Linked DNA regions of Mus musculus: region 2 is linked to region 1. A link is a contact called in public HiChIP or PLAC-seq data. All regions are on one chromosome and are shown on one strand. The core of a region is the stretch at or near the end of the contact, and the rest is flanking DNA. Distances in the headings are between cores, read along the strand shown. Region 1 overlaps Sh2d4b (SH2 domain containing 4B). Region 2 holds the start of Tspan14 (tetraspanin 14).

Region 1 (6,034 bases), core at 2,491-4,990:
CCATTTAATTGGCCTATTGAGAATGAGTGGCCAAGTCTAATTTGGTAGAGCTGCCAGGTTCAATGCTCTAGTCTTAATAATTCTGAAAATAGTAGTACTTAGTGAATTAAAGTGAACAAAATTGATATTGTGTGTGAATTGTTATTCAATATAGTATGGAAAGATGCAAACATGTATACTATGTTTCTGACATAGCTTGTTAATGATAATGAGTTGACCAGGGACTCCAGGATTCATTTGTGGAGTTAGCCTAGCTTGGAGCCTAGTGGCTGAGCCCCAGTTCCAAGCAGGTAGTCTGATAAGCAGACACATCTTGCTGGCCAATATAGTATTTTTTTTTTCCGCAAGTTTACAAGAGAATCAATCAGTTTCTGGGACAGAGCTAGCAAGCTAGGATTAGGTGACTCTAGTTGATAATAAAGACAACACACTGAAAAACAATTAATCACCTTCCCTGTACACCCTGGAAGCAACCCTCGCTATCTTCCCACTGCTCTAGGTTCAGACCTTTACTTAATAGCTTTCTTTCCTACCCTTCTCTCTCCATTCTGCCTGATGGCTCGGATTTTTCCTTTGTTACTTCCCATTTCTTTCTGTCAGGATATTTTTTTCATCTCATCCACCCCCCCTCTTGTCCATGTGGTTTATACATTTTTCTAGCTTTCAGTACTATTTTAATGAAGAGAAAAAGAAAAGAGAAAAGGCAATGTAGCTGTAAATTCTTAATTCTGTATTTTAAAAATGATATTTTTGGAACTGGAGAAATGGCTCAGCAGCTAAGAGAACTAGCTGCTCTTCCAGAGGACTGGGGTTTAATTCCCAGCACCCACATGGCAGCTCACAAAAGTCTTGAACTCCAGCTCCAAAGGATCAGATGCCCTCTCCTGGCTTCTATGGACACTATATGCACATGGTACACAGACACACATGCAGGCAAAACACCCATACACATAAAATAAAAACTAAAATGAAAAGAAAAAAAAAAACAGTGACATTTTGTTGCTACTGTTGCTCTCAAATGGTTGAGGACTTTTCTTCAACTCAACGATCAACTTGTGTTTCTAAAAATATCAAGAGTCATTCTCTAAGAATTAGAGACTACAAACTAAAGAAGCTATGTGGCTTTGTTTTTTTATTATTATTAGATATTTTCATGATATACATTTCAAATGCCATCCCGAAAGTTCCCTATACCCTCCCTCCGCCCTGCTCCCCTACCCACCCATTCCCACCTCTTGTCCCTGGCATTCCCCTGTACTAGGGCATATAAAGTTTGCAATACCAAGAGGCCTCTCTTCCCAGTGATGGCCGACTAGGCCATCTTCTGCTACATATGCAGCTAGAGATATGAACTCTGGGGTTACTGGTTAGTTCATAATGTTGTTCCACCTATAGGGTTGCAGACCCCTTCAGCTCCTTGGGTGCTTTCTCTAGCTTCTCCATTTGGGACCCTGTGTTCCATCTTATAGATGACTGTGAGCATCCTCTTCTATATTTGCCAGGCACTGGCATAGCCTCATACGAGACAGCTAAAACAGGGTCCCTTCAGCAAAATCTTTCTGGCATATGCAATAGTGTCTGGGTTTGGTGGCTGATTATGGGATGGATCCCCACTATGTGGCTTTATTAAATCATTACTAAGTTCTTTTGAGCACCTATAACACTCTCAGGTCTACTGTGGTGAAGTGTGAAAAATAAAGTCCTCACTCACTCACTCACTCACTCACTCACTCACTCACTCAGAGCTTGCCCCCTGGTGGTGAGAACACTACACAAACAAGTTAAAGTCCAAAAAAATTGCACAAAAGAATGACCAGTGTGAATAACAGTGTCTGCCACAGGCTATGTGACCCATGGTATGAAGATCTCTCACAGGAAATGGCACACAATCTGACACCCAAGTTACAAGCAAAACACCACCAAGTGAATACAGGAGAAGAAATTTTCAGACAACAGAGCCACGTATGCGAAAACCCATGTGTCACAATAAACACCAGCCTATTTGTGTACAAAGTTACTCACTGTGGCTAGAGTGGAAAAGTCAGAATTCTAAGGTGTTTGTGTTTGAGACGCCTTCTGAAAAGAAGTGAGTAGTAACATGCTGAGAGTAAGGGAGCATGGGGCTTAAGGGCAAAGCTCATGTATGCATATTAACGAGGGGGGTGTGTGTAATCCAAATTCCAATGGATGGGACCTAGTGGTGTGACTGAAAGACAGCAGATTAAGAAGACTAATAAAGAAAGCCAAGGTTAAGATTATAACCTAGAAGGGAGAATGACTGAACAACCAGGAAGAGGGAGCATTTAAGGCAGAGAGCAGTGAGCTGAAATGAAGCCTACTGAGACATGACAAAGATAAGAAAGCTCCCAGGGACAACTGGGTGTAGTCGTTGGAAGTGACTAGAGATTGTGACAAGAGCAGCCTTCACAGAACAGAGGGATAGTTATCTAGACACCACAGAGAGAAAGAAGAGATGACCACACACAGCCCATCAGGACATCCAAGATGAGAGAAATGTGGGCTTGAGGTAGAGACGGGATGGCTTCTCAGCTCTTCGGCTCAGATCCCTCAAAGATAGACATGGGAAGGATAGGTTAGATATGTGGCTTTGACATGGGGAATTTTAAAGCAGTTCCCGACTGATGTAAAATCCAAAGCCATGTCTCTAATTCTAATGCATCGTAAGCTGTTTTAACTGATGCTGGCACAGCCCTTCATATTTTACCTACTATATTTTGTTTTCTTCCTCCAGGGCTCCCTAATCTCTGACCATGGCCACTGTGTCACTCAGAACACTAGACACTAGCCGAAGCATCTTTCCGCAGACACTTCAATTCTTATGACCCACCCACAGGGGCCTTCCAGGAAGTCAGTTGACTCCTGTCAAAGCCAAAAGTCTCATATATAAACTGTATTAATTCGCCATTACAAAGCACACTGGCTGTATGTCTTAAACAAGAGAGTGCTTCCTCGCAGTTTTAGAGGTGACCTGTGCTAACACAGGTCAGCAGGGGTGATTCATTCTGAAGCTTCTCCTTGCCCTGAAAGTGGCCATCTTCCCACTGCTTCACACTGTGTCTGATTTGTCCTCCTTAGAAGGACACTAGCCATATTGTATTCAGGACCAACCAACACTAAAGATTGCTTGTAAGGACCTTGCCTTCGAATACAGTTATGTGCTAAAGTACTGGGAATTTCAGACTTCAACACAGATTTAAAAAAAAAAAAAAAGTGTGGGAAGCAGGAGTAGGGTGGAGGTGTCAAGAGGGTGGGCAGTGACAACTGAGTTGGGTCAAATGGCCGGGACTGGTGTGTGATAAATAAGCTGATTTCTCCACTTCAAATTACAAGGTAGAGTTTCTCCACCATCCAGCTGTGAGTAACAGGAGTCAGGATGTTAAACAACAGTGGCATTGTTCAGCGGTTTCTCCTCTTGAGAGTGGGACACCGCCCAGGGAGCCAATGGTCTGCAACAACCTCGCCTCTCAAAGGGAAACAACTGGTCATTTACTGTGACAAAGGCAGATCTCTTCACAAAGATGTGGACAACAAAAGAAAACAGTCTGTAACTACAAATCCACTAAATTGCATTTTTCTCCTCAAGGACTCACGAAAATGGCTCAACTCTCACAGCAAAAATTACCTAAGCATTCTCATTGTCATGGCAAGCACCTGAACTGTTGGGCTGGTCTAAGATCACTGAAGCAGCCAAAGGCCAGCTCAACCAAGAAGCAGCTACACAAATACATTCCACCCAGGAAGGACACAGCCCTGTGCTGGCTGCTCAAGGCCCTTTGAGATTATTCCACCCCCCTTTCCTGGTAATTCATCAGTAGCAGCACGCTGCTGAGGCTTGGGTCTCCCTAATGCCAACTGAAGATGTCAAGAGATAAATGCTTTTTTTCTGGAAGGCATCAACATGTTGACTGTGTTCTTATTCCTAGCAATGCCACTGTGCCCTGTGAGATGCTAAATTCCACAACAGCAAAGCTGGAACCGTGTTGTCCCTTCCTCCCTCTCCAAGTCACAGGGCAGAGCCAGGCAGACAGTAGGTGTTCCCTACATACAAGTAGATTAATGAATAATAGAAAAGACAATAGGGATTATGATTATCTATGAGAGAGAGGAGGTGAGCCTGTTCCTGACAGCCTACCAAGTTTTTAAAGTTTTATTTATTTGTATTTTATGTATGTGGGTAGTTTTTTATATCTTTGCCTCACTTGGGTTCAATGCCTGAGGAAGCCAGAAGAGGGCATTGGATCCCCTGGAACTGGAGTTATAGATGGTTGTTAGACAGTGCATGGGTGCTAGAAATCAAACTCCAGTTCTCTGGAAGAGCAGACAATGTTATTGGGGGGGGGGGGAGAGGCAGGGATGTGACAGGGGTTCTCTATGTGTCCCTGGCTATTCTAGAACTCGTTCTGTAGACCAGGCTGGCCTCAGACTCAGAGATTAGCCTGCCTTGCACTGAGTACTAGGATTAAAGATATGGGCCACCCCAACCCACCTGCAGCCAGTGTTCTTAATCACGGAACCAAATCTCCAGCCACACAGAAAATTGTGTGAAGACACAATTTTCAAGAGAAAAAAAAATGAAATATGAAAAGTTTGACCACCATTTATGATCTTATTGGGAACAAGACTCTGATGTTTGGTGAGGATGCCATCCAGCCACTAAAAGAAACTCTATCCTAAAAGTACAGTGCCAGGGGAAGAAAAACAGAGTGGCCTCAAATCAGGAAAATGTGATCGGCAAGTAACTTGGAAGTTAAGATGTGAAGGGACCAGAGAAAGAGAGCTCTGTGAGCCTTCTTCTGTGATCTTGCATAGGAGAAGCATACAGGAGTGGCCTTACAAGGAAGAAGGAGGAGCAAGCTACAAAAAGTATCAGGCCCCAGTATCTCCTGTTTTCTAAAGAACCACTTTATATGCATGTACATTGCTTTCTAATGGCATCAGTAAGGATTGGTTTGGATTTTGTTTTGTTCCTATGGGCATTTCCCCCCTTATTTTTATTTTATGTGTATAGTTATTTTTGCCTACATGTACATCTGTGTCCCACACACGTGGCAGTATCCACAGAGGTCACAGGATCCCCAAGAACTGGAGTTACAAACTGTTGTAACCTCCATGTGGGTACTAGGGTCTCTGGAAGAACAGTCAGCCAGCGCTCTTAAACACTCAACCATCTCTTCAGCCCCTAAGAGAATGGCTTTTTACTCCATGAGGTCTTTCTTTGTTTTATTATTTGTTGCCAGGTACTAGGATTTTTTCTCCATTTTCTAAAGTAAATTTTCAGCCTTGTCTTTTCAACAACCTAGACAATTACAAGAAGCTGCCTACACCTGCAAAGCACAGCATCTCAAGCAAGCCTCGCCCCCCCCTCAACCACTAGCTTCTCAGATTCTCTCCTCTCAATCCACTCCAACTCTCTCTTCTTCAGAAGCAAAGCCGCTGCATAGCTGACACATTCCCCTCCAGGTTCATTCCTTCCAAGTCTGCACCTGTATCCAACTGCCACTGTAGGAAGTTGCTACTGGCCACCCCTCCCTTGGCCTGTGACAAAGTCCTTGCCCTTGCCCTTTCTTTTCATTCCAATTCCACATCCTGTTAATGATACCATCCACCACCATTCTTTTCTGCCAGAAAATCACAGCCTATCTCAACTTCACATCCTAACTATTGAAAAAAAAAATCAACTGACCTCTTTTCCTGAAGCTATAACTGGAATTATACTGTCACCAGCATCCTAAGATTAACCCAGCCATGCCCTTATATACTAAGGCTTCACTGTTGTACATACTTTTAAAAGTAGAGTTCCAAGACCCTCCAACCTATCCCTTTTGAGCAGATTGTGTTTTAGCATTTGCTATGTTTTTCTTGTTGAATCAGGGTATTTTCAGTTTGGGTTAAGGTAAAATATAGAGTAAACATCTTTCCTAGATGTACACGATACTTGGGTGTATTCTGCCTATGGCCCTTTTCAACGCAGCCTGCAAAAGAACCAACCTTCTACTTAAACCTCTTGTAGTGT
Region 2 (6,034 bases), core at 967-3,466, 100 kb after region 1:
GGGTTGTTTCAGTTGTTTCAAGGATTAAACAATTAAAAGTAAGGCTGGGATAGTAGCTTGATATGTTTCCATAAATACTAAGAAGCCTTGAAAAACCCACCATTATGCCATGTAATTTATGAACAAACAAACATGTACATGTATGTTTGCTCATAAATTCACTGGGTTTTAAGCCAGCAAGGGGCTTTCAAGACTGGCATACTGGCATTTCTAGGCACTGTAAAAATTAACTGTGTTTAACTCTTTAGTTAAAGTTAAACAAGGTCTAACCCCTAGGCACATGGTGGCCTAGGATAAGGCCCTCAGAAGTGGTTTGAGAAGCCAAGGTTTCCCTGCACCCTGGCCTCTTTGTAACTTCACCTCATTTCTATAACCTGCAGGGCAAGCTCCTCCCCCACCCACACAAGGCATGAGTTTCATCTTCCATTGCAAACATGTGACAAGAAGCCCTCACCTGTCCTGAGAAATGAGCTGGCACAGCTGTCCTAAGAGACATCTTAGGAGAATCTGCCCATGGCAGCCAACCCTTCCCTCTCAGCAGCTTTTTTTGGGGACAGCCACAAACCTCTGGAGGAGCAGTGGCTAAGAATGTTTGACTAAATGAAGCAACTAAGCCTAGATCAAGTGCATATCAATAACTACCACTGAGCACCTACTGTAGGCCCAGCACACAAGGCTTGCAGATGTGAGCCCAGAAAGTATGGGCTGTAGCCCAGAGCACCCCAGTCTCTGAAACACATTAGGTGATCCAAGAAGGAGACCCAGAAATGCAGAAAGGGATGCTATCAAGCCAGTCATCAACTAAAGGTGTATAACAAACACACAGTAAGGGTAAAATACATCTAGTGACATAGGTTTCCACCTCAAGAGACTGAGAAGAATCATGAATTCAAGGCAACCCTGGGTTACACAAGACCCTGACACCAAAAAAAAAAAAAAAAAAAAAAAAAAAAAAAGACTTGGGGACAGCTAAGGGAGGAGCCAGAGAGCAGAAGTCTGGGCTTCATTCTAAGGGTTTTAGGGCCCAGGAGGAGTTTTGAGAGAAAGGGTGTCTCCAGCAACCTCTGAGCTGTTAGAATGTGGGGCCCCAGATTTCCTTTCATAAATAAGGAAGCACTCAGCAGGCACCAACTTCTACTCAGAAGCCAAGGGGCTGTGTGGAAACTGTCCCTTGACAGCCACAACTGTGTAGGATTTGGCAGGCAACTGACCTAAATCCACCAGTCCGTTGGGGTGACCACCTAGAGAGCTGAGATCACACCTGCTACAGGCTCCAGCCCAGCGTCCTGCACACGCTGCCCAACACATCTCGATGTCCCAGAACACCAGTGTCCTGATACAGTCACCGTGGCTCTGCAACCAGCTCCGGGCAGGCACTGGCTGAAGACACTGAGTTCTGAGGATTCTGACTGCCTCTCACTGGAGACCAAGTTTCAGTCCTCCAGACAGGAGTTTCAGTGGTTCAGGGGCCGAAGTCCCCAAATGTGCACTCTGCCCACCCTCTGCACTGCACGCCCGGGAGGGAAGGGAATACAGGAGCTCCAACCTAGGCTGAGCCAGAATCACAACTTGGCCAAACCTCGGGCTAGGTCAGGGGTCGGGCTCTGCTCCCAAACACAGCCTTTAGCGACTAGCACCGAGAAGCCAGGATCGCCACCTCCTTAAACTCTTGCCGGACAGCGTGGGACCCCGCGACAGCGTGCACATTCAGGGTGGGTGGGGGCTGGGCGACCGTCCCCTCATCCGGGACCGGAGCTGAATAAAGAGCCTTCCGCTGGGTTCGCAGGTGAGGACCGACAGAGCCCAGGCAGCAGCCGGGAGCAGACACACCTTCCGGGTAGCCCGCCGCGCCTCCCACTCGATACAGCGCCCCAGTTCGGCTCAGCGGGGTCCCGGCCGCGGCCTCCAGAGCTCGCGGGCGGTCTCAGCAGACAAAGCCCGCGCCACCCGCGGGGCCGCCCCCGCCAGCCAAGGGAGTCCAGGGGCCGAGCAGGAACGCGGGGAGCAGCCGCTGTCCCGAGAGGACGCTCACGAGGGCCGGCCCGAGACAATAAAGACAGGCCCGACGCTTCAGCGAGGCCACGCGTTCTACTTACCCGGGCGCGGCAGCAGCGGCGGCAGCACGGCCCGGTTGGCCGAGGAAGTTAGAGCAAGTTCAGCAGCTCCGAGCGGGAGGGCGCGACTCGGGCCGTCCGAGCGGCGGGGGCGGGGCGCGGAGGGGCGGGGCCGCGGCGAAAAAAGAGGCGCCGCTTCCTCGCACCGCTCAGCCGCCCAGTGCGTCTGGCGCACCCAAGCCCCGCCCCCGCTCTTTGCTCCTCCCCATGCAGGAACCGCCCCATCTTTCGCTCCTCCCCCCCACCCAGGCCTGGCTCTCACCGCTCGCTCCGCCCCACTGTGCTATCAGCCCACATCCCACCGCTGATTGCCCCTCCCACATTGATCACCACGCCTTCTCTACGCCCCGCCTGTGTTCCGCCCCCGGGTCGCCGTGCTCCACCCCCTACCGTGCACCCCGCCCTACAAATGGTCATCCATAGGTAATGAGGCGGATCGCTGACCCGCCCCTTTGTCCGGCTCTGGGCGGTGCCCCAAACGGGATTTACCCGGTTCCGCCCTCTCTGTGGCTCCCGGACGCTGGCGAAGTCGATCGCTTGTGGCCGCAGAGTTGAGCGCTCGGCCAAGTTACGCCGCGCAAATGCTCCTCTGGTATTAGCTCTTAACCCGGCGGGAGCCGAGCCAGGGAGAAATGCGAGTTACAAGATGCCTGTGTCAAGGGATGCTCGAGGTGGCTGAGAGGTGGAAGAAGATTGGTGAAATGGCTGGTTTTAAGATGGAAGGCATTCCTGCCCAGCCTTGGGAGCCAGTGTGTGCGGGTAGTTTTCTAGAAACGGTGGTTGAGATTTCTTTACAGCTGAGCCGTAAACACTCGCTCCTTCCAGTCTCGGTGCTAAAAATACCAAGCTTCCTTTGGATGTCCTGCTGAGATTTGCTCATCACCTTTATGCTGAGGAGATGGCTGGGCTGATTCTTGGAAGTGGAAGGTCACAGGACAGGCAGATAGATTTACAGTGCTGTCCACACTGCTGTGATAAAAAGGCCGATCTCGTCCCAGCCTAGATCTGCTTGTCAATAGAGCAAAGCATAACCTTGTCCTGCTTGGTAAACTCGTGTAGATTTGCGGGAGCTGAGGGACAGATCTGCTCCTCTTGGGCTATACAAAAGTGGCATAAGACTGGGGCTATGTTTTTAACACACGCAGCCAACAGGTTAAGTTCATTGTAAAGAGAAAAAGAAAATCTGGAAATAGAATGTACCTTTCTGCTGCTAGTTGTGGTTATTTAACAATGGGGATGTAGCCTGTTTCTAGAATATGCCAGATAGCTCAAGGACCTCTCTGGCAAGGAAACCTGTCCATATTGTCACCTCTAACTAACCAAAATGCATGATTGGGTGTCTGATGTGTGGGCACCAGGTCTTGAATTATCCTGGGGAGTGCAGCAGCCTGAAACCTCTCCCTCCACATAGTTACTGTTTAGTAGAAAAGACAAATCATTTCAAGATGAAATCAATGCTGAGACAAGACAAAAGCCCAGGGATAAAGTGAGCATGTGGAAGGGAAAGGTGAGAGAGAGATTGATGTTGAAACTGAAAGCAAAGGAGTGAAGAGTTAGAAGAGGGGGTGGGGGGTAGGGGTGGCAGTTGGTCCAGAAAGTACAAGTGGAGAGCAGAGGTGCCAAGGCTTTGATAAGAGCCACGCTCTGATGCGTCAAGGAGCTCAAAGAAAACTAGATGGCTATTGTCAGGCTACTGGGGATGGAGTGAAGATCAAGACCAGGACAGAACAGGCCTACACACTGTGTCAAAGGACTGAGTATCTTTTGTTGTTGTTTTTTGTTTTTGTTTTGTTGTTGTTGTTTAGTTAAGCCTTTGAAGGGTTTATGGAAAAGACCAGCATTCTAATTTGCTGCTGTGAGAAGAGTAGATGTAGTAGTTGTCAGACAAAAATTAAAAGCAGTGAGCCAATTAAACTTTTACCTTAATCCAAGCCAAGTATGGAGGAAGTTTGAAACTGAAATGGCGGGTGTATTAAGATGAATACCTGAGAGATAATGTTTTGGATCTAAGACCAAAAAGACCAGATACAGGAGGAGGAAATGTTTAAAAAAAAAAAGAGGAATAGCTTTTAAGTGTCTTTCTGTGAGTGGGCAAACAGTGCCTCATTTATTGGGTGGGCTGGCCTGGAGGAAATCCATTTTCAGGATAACCACCAACAATTTTGTTTTGGCCGTATTGACTTAGCAGTGCCTGATAGACACCCAGGGTTGTTGTCCAGTCACTAAAAGCAGAGAAGAAGGGTGTGGGCTGAAGATGCGTTTTGGGAGCTCATGGGGTCTAAGAAGGTCATCTAAAGGGAGGAAAGGAAACTGCAGAAGAGAAGGTCCCATGGGGACCCAGGGAATGAGAGGGAATAGAAGGCAAGAAAAAACCACTGAGAGACAGGCTGGGAGGCAAGAGAACAGAGGATGCTAGATGCCTATGCCCAAGATGTAAAAGGCTGTTTCCAGAAAGGACTTAGCTGTTAGCTGCTGCTCGGGGCTCAGGTAAGATGAGGACAGATAAGTGCTTTTAGCAGCACGGAGCCATTGGTAAACGTGCTAAGGGCTCTGCTCTGGGTATAGTGGGATGGAAGCTACTGCACATTAATAACCCAATAGGGAACAGAGAACCATAAGTGGTGGAGATGACTAGGCATCCCTAATAGCCATATCTCATTTTGCCTTTCCTAGCATAATTTCCAATTCTATCTGGCTACATACATGGCTTTCCAAAATAAAGGCAAATGTTTCTGCTACATATGACCATGTGACTCAGTTCCAGCCAATAGGAATGGAAGGGTCCACGTGCAGCTTCTAAACTAACTTTAAAGGGAAGCAATGTGCTTTCCTTGGTCAGCATTCCTTCCAGGAATATACTTATAAAAGCTATGGCTCCAGTAGCCATGGGTGTCTGTAGCAGAAGTCACGTGGTAACGATGTTGACAAACCAAATTAGGATAACTGGGTTCCCAGGTCTAGAGAATCACCTATCCTGAGCTATCTTTCTATTTACTGTGTAGATGAAAGGAAGAAAATTATCTTATTCACATTTATCTACTTTCCATTTTAAAATTTTACTTATTTATTTATTTATTTATTTTGAGAAAAGGTCTCTCTGGAGCCCTGGCTAGCCTGGAACTTCCATGTCGATCAGGCTGGCCTCAAACTCCACAGAGATCCACCTGGCTCTGCCCTCATAGTGCTAGGATTAATGATACTTACAGCCCACTTTTGTTTTTGTTTTTTCGAGACAGGGTGTCTCTGTATAGCCCTGGCTGTCCTGAAACTCACTCTGTAGACCAGGCTGGCCTCGAACTCAGAAATCCACCTGTCTCTGCCTCCCAAGTGCTAGGATTAAAGGCGCGTGCCACCACCGCCCGGCCAGCCCACTATTAACTTTAATTTGTGTTAGCCAGTTGGGGAAGGAGGATTTAGGCTACAGAGAAAACTATGGGAGATTTGTATAGTAATGAGAATGATCTGGGGGAGGAAGGAGTAATGATTTGATGAGCAGATGAACGAAGTTGGGTTGCAGGCACAAATCAGAGTGGTTGATCACATGACCTTCACTAGCTACAGGTCTAATGAGGTTATATCTGTCGCTGTGAAGATGAGAGTCAAAGGCTACGGAGCTGTTTCCAGTGAGGGACAGGATTATATTCACCTGATGATTATATTCACCTGATGAGTTGTGGGGAAGGTCACGACTGCAGACAAGATGGCAGAAGAGAGAAAAGCCAACACTGAGACCCAAAGATCAGGTGATATCAGAGGTCCTGGAAAGTGAACAGCCTCTCTAGGCATTTCCCTTCTGAAGCAGTTGGCCACAATGCTGAAAGACAGGAAGGGGGTGGGATGTGTACAAAGTCAGCAAGGCACACCTTCCCTCCCTCAGCAGGCCTCAGTGGTCAGAGCTGATGCTTTCTTGCTAGCCCTAG

The links. HiChIP or PLAC-seq counts read pairs in DNA pulled down with a chosen protein or histone mark.
Region 2: a contact with region 1 is called in an H3K27ac HiChIP or PLAC-seq map of embryonic stem cells, with 14 read pairs. The contact joins the promoter of Tspan14 here to the enhancer-like site in region 1. A contact is called at or near these places in 2 of 39 promoter capture datasets (the HPC-7 cell line and embryonic stem cells), 1 of 15 datasets of contacts at CTCF or cohesin (embryonic stem cells), 2 of 484 Hi-C or Micro-C datasets (both in embryonic stem cells), 7 of 115 datasets of contacts at active chromatin or transcription factors (bone marrow-derived macrophages and embryonic stem cells) and 1 of 9 other capture datasets (embryonic stem cells).

What each region holds. Positions count from the first base shown.
Region 1 is chr14:40,861,466-40,867,499 of GRCm38.p6, forward strand. The region is part of intron 3 of Sh2d4b (SH2 domain containing 4B); the gene reads right to left. Among named protein-coding and RNA genes, the nearest start is that of Sh2d4b, 29 kb to the right of the region's middle. Within about 2 kb of position 3,741, at least 11 of the 459 cell types and tissues checked have an H3K27ac peak or open chromatin away from gene starts, as enhancers often do. A contact at or near this core is called in embryonic stem cells, where this site is marked.
Region 2 is chr14:40,964,680-40,970,713 of GRCm38.p6, forward strand. Tspan14 (tetraspanin 14) reads right to left here and starts at 2,217. Exons shown (of 9, transcript NM_145928.2): 1 at 2,097-2,217.